Regions from separate parts of the Mus musculus genome. Here region 1 is linked to region 2. The links are chromatin contacts, called in public Hi-C maps. All regions are on one chromosome and are shown on one strand. The core of a region is the stretch at or near the end of the contact, and the rest is flanking DNA. Distances in the headings are between cores, read along the strand shown.

Region 1 (4,055 bases), core at 1,368-3,867, 200 kb after region 2:
AGGCTGGAATGCAACCTCCCTCCATCTGTAGCTGCTCTCAGTGGGTAGGAAGGGGCCAGGCAGAGCCTAGCTTGGGCCTTGGCTAGATTAAGAGCCTGTCAGCAGGAAGAGTCTAGCTCCACTCAGCTCCTCTCAGGAGGCAGCCTTGGGCGAGGCGCTCTTTTCTACATATGCCACCTCCACTGGGAAACTAAACCAAAGAGACCACTCTGTGCCAAGTCAACTGTGCCTTCTATATGCTCTCTTCACACACCCCTCCCCCTGGGTAGGAGGCAGTGGAGAGCCAAAGCCTCAGAGTTCCCCCACCTACCAGTTCCCCAGGAATCCCTGGGGGTGTGAACCAATGGGGATTTATTTTTTCTCTTGCCCAAAGTAGGTCTGGTTGTGAGGATAAGACAGAGGGAGTTTAGTGTCCGGGCCTTTGATAGGTCCACCAGGCCTTCATGCCATGGACCATGGATGGAGACTGCAGTTATTTATTTGTGTACTCTGTAAATGTATCTTCTGTATCCAATAAACAGGCTGCCCTCCCTCAGGGAAGGCTGCCATTTTTTCTGACCACGCTGACTGTGCCATGGGACTAGTGGATTGTTCAAAAAGGAAGAGTAAGGGCCACTCTCTGGGCTGATTATTGCAGGAAGATCCTGACTCCTCAGCTGGTGCTGTACCAGAAGACAAAGTCCAAGTCAAGGGTAGAGCCCTCAGGAGCCTCACCTTCCCACTAAGCCATGATGAAAGACGAGGGTACCCAAGAGAAACTGAGACGAGTATGTTTATTAGATTGAGATGGGGAACGGATCTGTGGACAGTTTAGTTGTAGGCCATGACTTGGTTGATCCAGGTACTGAACTTGCTGACCCGAGTGTACATGGCCGGTGCTTGTATGTTGCAGTTCTTAGTGCCCCAGGAGACAATCCCAATAAGCACCCAGGTGTTTCCCTTCTGGCAGACAAGAGGGCCTCCTGAGTCACCCTGAAAGGGAAGAAAAGGGGAGAAGTCAGCATGGCAGTTTGGGGACGTGTCCCACTGGACAGTGCGGAGGACAGGGTGCTTACCTGACATGAGGAGGCGCCTGAGCCACCTGCACATATCATGGCATCGGTAATGCGTGCACCCCAGTACTGCCGACACTGATTCACAGTGACCAGGGGTAGAACAACTTGCTGCAGGCGAGCTGGTGTCACATTGCCTGTGGGCCAGGAGAGGTGGTTAGGCTGGCCCATGGTGCTCTTCTGGTCTCCCCTCATTACCCAGGTTCTTACCCACACCACTGATTCGGCCCCAGCCAGTGGTGACACAGGTGAGCCCCGAAGGCAGTGCCTCGTTTGTGGAAGCCAGGCAGACTGGTGAGACTTGTGCTGTGTACCGGGCTGGCGAGGCAAGCTTCAGGAGAGTCAGGTCATTGTTCATGGTGTTGGCGTTCCAGTTAGGGTGTGTGATGGCCTGTGGAGCCAGTCAGTAGTCATGTAAAGCTGGAGTGGGCACAGGTGCCCAGGCCTGTGCTGAGGCGGGTAGGTCAGGGCATGCCTGGATGCCCTGCAGTCCATTTTCCCTTTCTACATGCACAGCTAGTACTTACCCTTGCGATCGAGAGGACCTGCACAGGTTCAGCATTGGAAGATCGGTCATATTCTCCCAAAACGACAAAGTGGCGTCCAGGCCTGCAAGGATAATGGGAATGGGCAGCTGCTAAGTGGTTTCAGAGCGGGCATCCAAGGGAGGGGGATACACTCACGTGACTTGGCAGTGGGCAGCCGTGACCACCCAGTTCGGACTGATGAGAGAACCACCGCAGAAGTGGAAGCCGGTGTTATCCTAGGGTCAAAAGTTAGATACATGAATGGGCTTAAGTTACCCATAGCCTAAAGCACCCAGGACCCCAACCCACCCATAGGGTGCATTACCTGGAGAGACACCTGCCAGGGCCAGGAGCCTGGCACTGCATTCTCCCCGTTGACAATTCTCTGATTGTAGCTCAGTGCAGGCGTGATGGCAGGAACACCACAGCCTGAACATAGATAGGGCTGGTGAGAATCCAATCCCAGTCTACCTCTCCCTAATGCCTTCTTCAAGGTGCCCCCAGGCTGTAGATCCAGGAGGAGGTCCAAGAGAATTACTCCAAGGCCTTCCCTTGAGTGCCTTTTAGGCATACACAGCTATCTTGGTTACCCCACCCTACCAGCCTTCAAGTCCTGTGCATGCTTTCACAGCTACCAACCTAGTCCTAATGTACCTTGGGCCAGTTTTCTCTCTAATTCCTGCTATCATCTCCCTGCCCTCTGTTTTTCTAGGCCTGCACAGTCTACCATGCAGCTAGAAGGCTTTGTTAGTCTATACACATCTCTTATATGTTCCTGAGCCTCCTTAGGTCTGGCTCAAGCTCCCGCCTCATTTGTGAGACCGGTCCCTGGCTCTTCCCTTACTCTCAGCCCTGAAGGTTCCTTCCTTTTGCTTACACTGTCCGTTCCCTTCTCATCAGGCTGGCTCCTTGTCTGGGCCCCTGAACAGCCAAGGTCGGTTCCCAGCCCACTTACCCCAGGAGGAGCCAAGGAGGACCAGGCTAAGGGTTAGGCTGAGCAGTAGCATTGTGACAAATAAGGAATGGTGTTGAGATGGTCTGGCGCTTTATTTATGGACATCCTTGTCCTTGGGCAGAAGTCTTGGGCCTGAGACTAGGCCAGCTGTGTGGTCTTGGCATAGCCCCACACCTGCTTTAAGGAGAGGACTTCTCAGACCAAAGTCCTTGGAATTATCAAGTACCCAGGTGTGAGGTTCTCACTTCCATCTTTCCAAACCTTGGCTTCCCATTGACTTTCTGAATCACCTCCTACCTCAAGTGTTGACCACTGGGTACCAAGGACATACGGCTGAACTAGGTCTAAAGTGTCAACCTGGTTGGTGGTTGGGACCTATGAAATTCCCAGGGCTATTGGGAATACTGGAGTTTCAAAGAAGCCTGTTCAGAGCATGGGGGTGTTATGACTGGTGGAGAGAATGGCCAGATGTAGCCAACCTCTGCCAGGAAGGCCAGGGAGGAAGGTTCCAGCAGGTTGTGAATCCTAACAGACAGCATCTTGGATTTCTCATCAGTATGGAACAGGAGTCAGAGGTTTGCCCAGAGAGGCCATTCTCTTACCAGCACAAGGCAAACCTCATACGTCTGACTCTCTGAGACCTATGTTACTGGTAAGTGTGAGCTCTCAGTGGCTAAGAGACCCTGGGTTGAAGCTGGTAGTAGAAAATCTTTTTCTAGACCTCAGCTTGCCATAGGCGAGATATGTGCACAGCATATTTATTATTGAGCTCCAGGCTGAGCTTGAACCGGTGGAGAGAGGGTGCTTCTATATGCAGAGTTACAATGGTGAGTTGGCTTGAATTTTTCTAGGGCATCAAAGGCTTTGACAGGCTCAAGAATACCTCATTCTAAGCCCGGTGTGGTGGTGCACGCCTTTAATCCCAGCACTCTTCTTCACTGAGTGCCAGGAGGCAGAGGCAGGCAGATTTCTGAGTTCGAGGCCAACCTGGTCTACAAAGTGAGTTCCAGGACAGCCAGGGCTATACAGAGAAACCCTGTCTAGAAAAAACCAAAAAAAAAAAAAAATAATAATAATAATACCTCAGTCTAAAATGTGAAGCAGGTGAACGGGTAAATAAAGAACACAGATCAGATATGAGGAAATATGAATTATAAAGGCTGGTGGACATAGGGATGTTTACTAAACTAGCCCTTTCGCTTTACTATCGTATATACTATTTTTCATAATAAAGTCTTGGGGGAACAATCAGGGGCCAAGGGTGTCCAGCCTGGAGGAGAACCTCTCTAGAGAACGTGCCTTATCCATTCTGAAGCCCCAGTGGAGCTCAGCTACTCGCAGGGCAGGGTGTTTCTACCCAGAGGGCCTGGCACTCAGTGAAGAGACCTCGCTATGAAACATTAGCTGTGTCATCTTGCCCCGCAAGTCCACCACCCCTTTCAGCCCAGAGGACAGAGGCTATCTCCTTCCTCACAGTCCCACGTGTGTAGACAAAGCCCAGCTTCTCACAAGCTCACACAT
Region 2 (3,854 bases), core at 425-2,924:
AACCGGTTCCTTTGGAAGAGCAGCTGTGCTCTTAACTGCTGAGCCATCTCTCCAGCCCCTGTGCTCATCTTTATCTATGTTTGACCTAACATCACTGTAAAAGCTCTGTGTGTGTGTGTGTGTGTGTGTGTATGTGTGACAGACAGACAGACAGAGAGAGAGAGAGAGAGAGAGAGAGGAGCAAAGTACAATGATATATATGTTTGAAAATGCTATGCTATCCTATTATTTTGTATGCTAAAAAGGGAGAAAAAGATTGTTGTCAGGCATGAATAGAGATTAGTTTTTTTTTCCCCAACTACCTGGAAAATATGTTGAGATGCGCTATTTTCTGTTTGCTGGTTTTCTAAGGGGAGACGGGCTTCCTTTGGCTTACAGTTCTAGGGTCAGCCCATCATGGCTTCAGACAACAGCTGCAGGAGGGAGCTTCTTCCATGGAGGCCACAGATGAGAAGCAGAGAGCAATAAAATCTTTGTTTTTTGAGACAGGGTTTTCCTGTGTGGCTCAGGCTGTCCTGGAACTTGGTCTCGAACTCAGAGATCTGCCTGCTTCTGTCTCCTAAGTGATGGGATCAAAGGCATATGCCACCATTGCCCAGCAAAACCTTTTTTTTTTCCTTTCGACAGGATCATGTATTTCGGGCTAGCCTCTAACTCACCGTGCAGCTGAAGATACCGTGAACTCCTAACTCTGCAACTTGTACCTACCAAATGCACTACCACAACCAGCTCAAAGTTGTATGTTGTTTTGAGTTTAAAATGTTTATTATTAAGTGTGTCTGAAGGTAGACATGTACCTATCAAGGCATACATGTAGAGTTCAGAAAGTAATTTCTGGGAGTCAGTTCTCTCCACCATGGAGTCTGAGAAGCAAACTTAGGCCGGACATCAGCCTAGTGCAACAGCAGGTGCCTATGCCCACGGAGCCATCTCACTAGCCCAAAGTTCCATTTTCAAATAACCAAAGGAACTACTGATATCTAATATTCAGAAGCAGCCAAAGCAAGAAAACAGGTAAGTAAACAGTGGGGACTATGGAGATAGCTCAAAGGTAAGAATGCTTGCATTATAAACATGAAGACCTGAATTCAAATCCTCAACACCTATATAAAAAGCCAGCTATGGCTTTGTATGCCTGAAAGCCCAGCATTTGGGATGCAGAGACAGGTGGTTCCCAAGAGCTTGCTGGCCAGACAGCCTAGTCAAAATGGTAGCTTCTGGTTGGGTGCAGATCCCAAGGGAATAAGATAAAGAGTAATTATGTGGCCACCTGGTGTATTTCTCTGGCCTCCATGCCCACATACACAGATGTGGGCACCTACACTCTTACATGTATGGGCCATACCCTCCTACACACAAATCAAACAAATGAACAGCTGTGTGGGAGCGCAAAGGTCTAACTCCCAAGCTAATATGCATGCAGTATTAGTCTGTCTTTAAGGCCATAAAATCTTCTCCAAAAAGTTGAGAAAACAGAAGCTCAGAGGGACTTTTCCAACATTCCATGGGTGGCTGTGAGCAACAGACCTACCACATGCGGTGGGAAAACTTCCCCGGGTCATTAGCTTTCCTGCAACCATCAAAGTTACTGTGTAACGTGTACACTCAGAGCAGCTCAACTCATCCTTAGTGATCAGCGTGAGCCAGTAAGTTCCTTCCCTTATCAGACTCACCTCTTGTCCCCGATCTACCACTTGGCCAACACAAATCTGTTGATGTATCACATCTTTGTGGGAAGTTTAACTGGTGGCTGTGGGGTGATAAGTCTGAAAGGTAGGCAGGAGCCAGCATGGGTGGCATCAAATGGTAGTCTAAGGACTAGGCTCAGTTCTCCTGGTCTGCCCTTGCTGCCCCAGGCTTCTGAAGGCCAATCTCTAAGGAGTGAGCCTCCAGGGCTTCAGGCTTCTGTGTGAGTCACTAGAGGAGTCTGAGAGCAGGGAGGCCGAGGCACTTGTCCTCTGATCTCTCTTTTCTTTTCTTTTCTTTCTTTCTTTCTTTCTTTCTCTCTCTCTCTCTCTCTCTCTCTCTCTCTCTCTCTCTCTTTAAATAATGTGGTATTCTCTATTTAGTTACATTTTCTTTATTTAAAGATTTATTTATTATTGTAAGTACACCGTAGCTGTCTTCAGACACATCAGAAGAGGGCATCAGATCTCATTACAGATGGTTGTGAGCCACCATGTGGTTGCTGGGATTTGAACTAAGGACCTTCAGAAGAGCAGTCAGTGCTCTTAACCTCTGAGCATCTCTCTAGCCCCTGATCTCTCTTTTCAAAGATGTGGTTCTAGTAGGATTTATGTTCTATGACTAAGGTCCACATCTCGACTAAGTCTCCTATGGGGACTCTACTGAGGATCCTGTTCCCTGCCCATGGCTTTTGCTGGGTTCTAGTCACACCCACTTTCCCTCCATTGCACCCGGGACAGGAGCATGACCAGGTCCTTGACAGTCTCTTGGAGCTCTACCTTCCTTTATAGGGCCACTTGGCTGTTCATGGAATTACAATCCCCTCATTCAATGTTTCTTATTAACTTCTGAGTATAGAGGTTGTTTCCTGTAAGCAGCTATGTTTCACTGACTTCCTTTTTAAAGGTGGCACCAAGAAGACAGACTAGGAGACACCTGAATGAAAGAAAGAAACAGTTATAAAACCATTAGACAAGGAAAGGCTGGGGAGCTGGCTAAGTCAGCAAAGCGCTTGCCACAAAAGCCTAAGGACTCTGGTTGGATCCCTAGTATCCCACAAAAGCTGGGGCTTTTCATAAGTGGTGGCACATACCCATCAGTCAAGAAAGAACAACCCCTGGAGCTTCCTGGACAGCCAGGCTAGCTGAATCCGAATGTTCTAGGTTCAGTGGAGGGGCTGGGGAGATGGCTCAGTGGTTAAAGTACTTGTTACATAAGCAGGAATTCAGATCTACAGAACCAATGTAAATGCCTGGTGGGCATGGCCATCTACCATTCTGGGCTTGAAGGTGGAGACCGGATCTCCAGAGTAAGCTGGGTAGCTAGACCAAACATATCAGTGAGCTCTGTGTTTGACTGAGAGACCTCACTCAAAGCATAAGATGGAGAGTGATGGTGGAAGACCTCCACTATCAACCACAAGCACATACATGTACCCACACACATCCATGTAGAAAAGAAAACAAAACAAAAGGTGGAGGGGTGTGCAAGATGGTTCGGCAGGTAAAGGCTCTTACCACTAAGCCTACAGACTTGAGTCTGATCCCTAGAGCTCACACAATAGAAGACAACCAATTCCCACACATTGACCTCAACCTCCACACTTGAGTCATGGCATGTGCATACTTACACATATGTGCATATGTCTTAGTTAGTACGACTATTGCTGTGTTGAAATGCCATAATCAAAGCCCCTTAGGAAGGACAAGGTTGATTTCATTCACAGTTCCATAGAACAGTTCATTATGGAAATGGCCATCTTACCAAAAGCATTCAACATAATTCCCATCAAAATCCTAATATAATGCTTTACAATCCATGAAAGAACAATAATCAACTTCATACAGAAAAAAACAAAACAAAACAAAAACCACCAAGACAGAGGGACGGGGGAGAGGATAGGGGGTTTTCTGAGGAGAAACCAGGAAAGGGGACAAAATTTGAAATGTAAATGAAGTAAATATCTAATTAAAAAAAAACAAAACCAGGAGGGCTAAAACAATCCTGTACAACAGAATAACTTCTGGAGGTATTACTATCCCTGATTTCAGGCTGTACTGCAGAACAATAGTAATAAAAACTGCATGATATTGGCATAAAAAAGAAACAAGTTAATCAATGGAACTGAATCATATACCCAAAAATAAACCCAGCCACCCATGACACTT

The links. Hi-C and Micro-C count contacts between places; a contact is called where the count stands out from the background.
Region 1: a contact with region 2 is called in a Hi-C map of the G1E-ER4 cell line, with 2.4 times the contacts expected there. The contact joins the promoter of Ctrl here to the enhancer-like site in region 2. A contact is called at or near these places in 20 of 39 promoter capture datasets (the C10 cell line, the HPC-7 cell line, the SN4741 cell line and 13 more), 11 of 484 Hi-C or Micro-C datasets (B cells, the C10 cell line, the G1E-ER4 cell line and 7 more), 18 of 115 datasets of contacts at active chromatin or transcription factors (the HPC-7 cell line, the NIH/3T3 cell line, the SCID.adh cell line and 13 more) and 3 of 9 other capture datasets (adipose tissue, liver and pancreatic islet).

What each region holds. Positions count from the first base shown.
Region 1 is chr8:105,931,245-105,935,299 of GRCm38.p6, forward strand. Ctrl (chymotrypsin-like) reads right to left here and starts at 2,618. Exons shown (of 7, transcript NM_023182.2): 1 at 2,535-2,618; 2 at 1,905-2,008; 3 at 1,736-1,815; 4 at 1,580-1,661; 5 at 1,263-1,443; 6 at 1,056-1,189; 7 at 750-972. The coding sequence starts at 2,586. The coding sequence ends at 811. It overlaps Pskh1 (protein serine kinase H1), which reads left to right. Exons shown (of 3, transcript NM_173432.2): 3 at 1-558.
Region 2 is chr8:105,730,682-105,734,535 of GRCm38.p6, forward strand. All of the region lies in intron 1 of Gfod2 (glucose-fructose oxidoreductase domain containing 2), which reads right to left. Among named protein-coding and RNA genes, the nearest start is that of 4933405L10Rik, 24 kb to the left of the region's middle. Within about 2 kb of position 1,675, at least 2 of the 459 cell types and tissues checked have an H3K27ac peak or open chromatin away from gene starts, as enhancers often do. A contact at or near this core is called in the G1E-ER4 cell line, where this site is marked.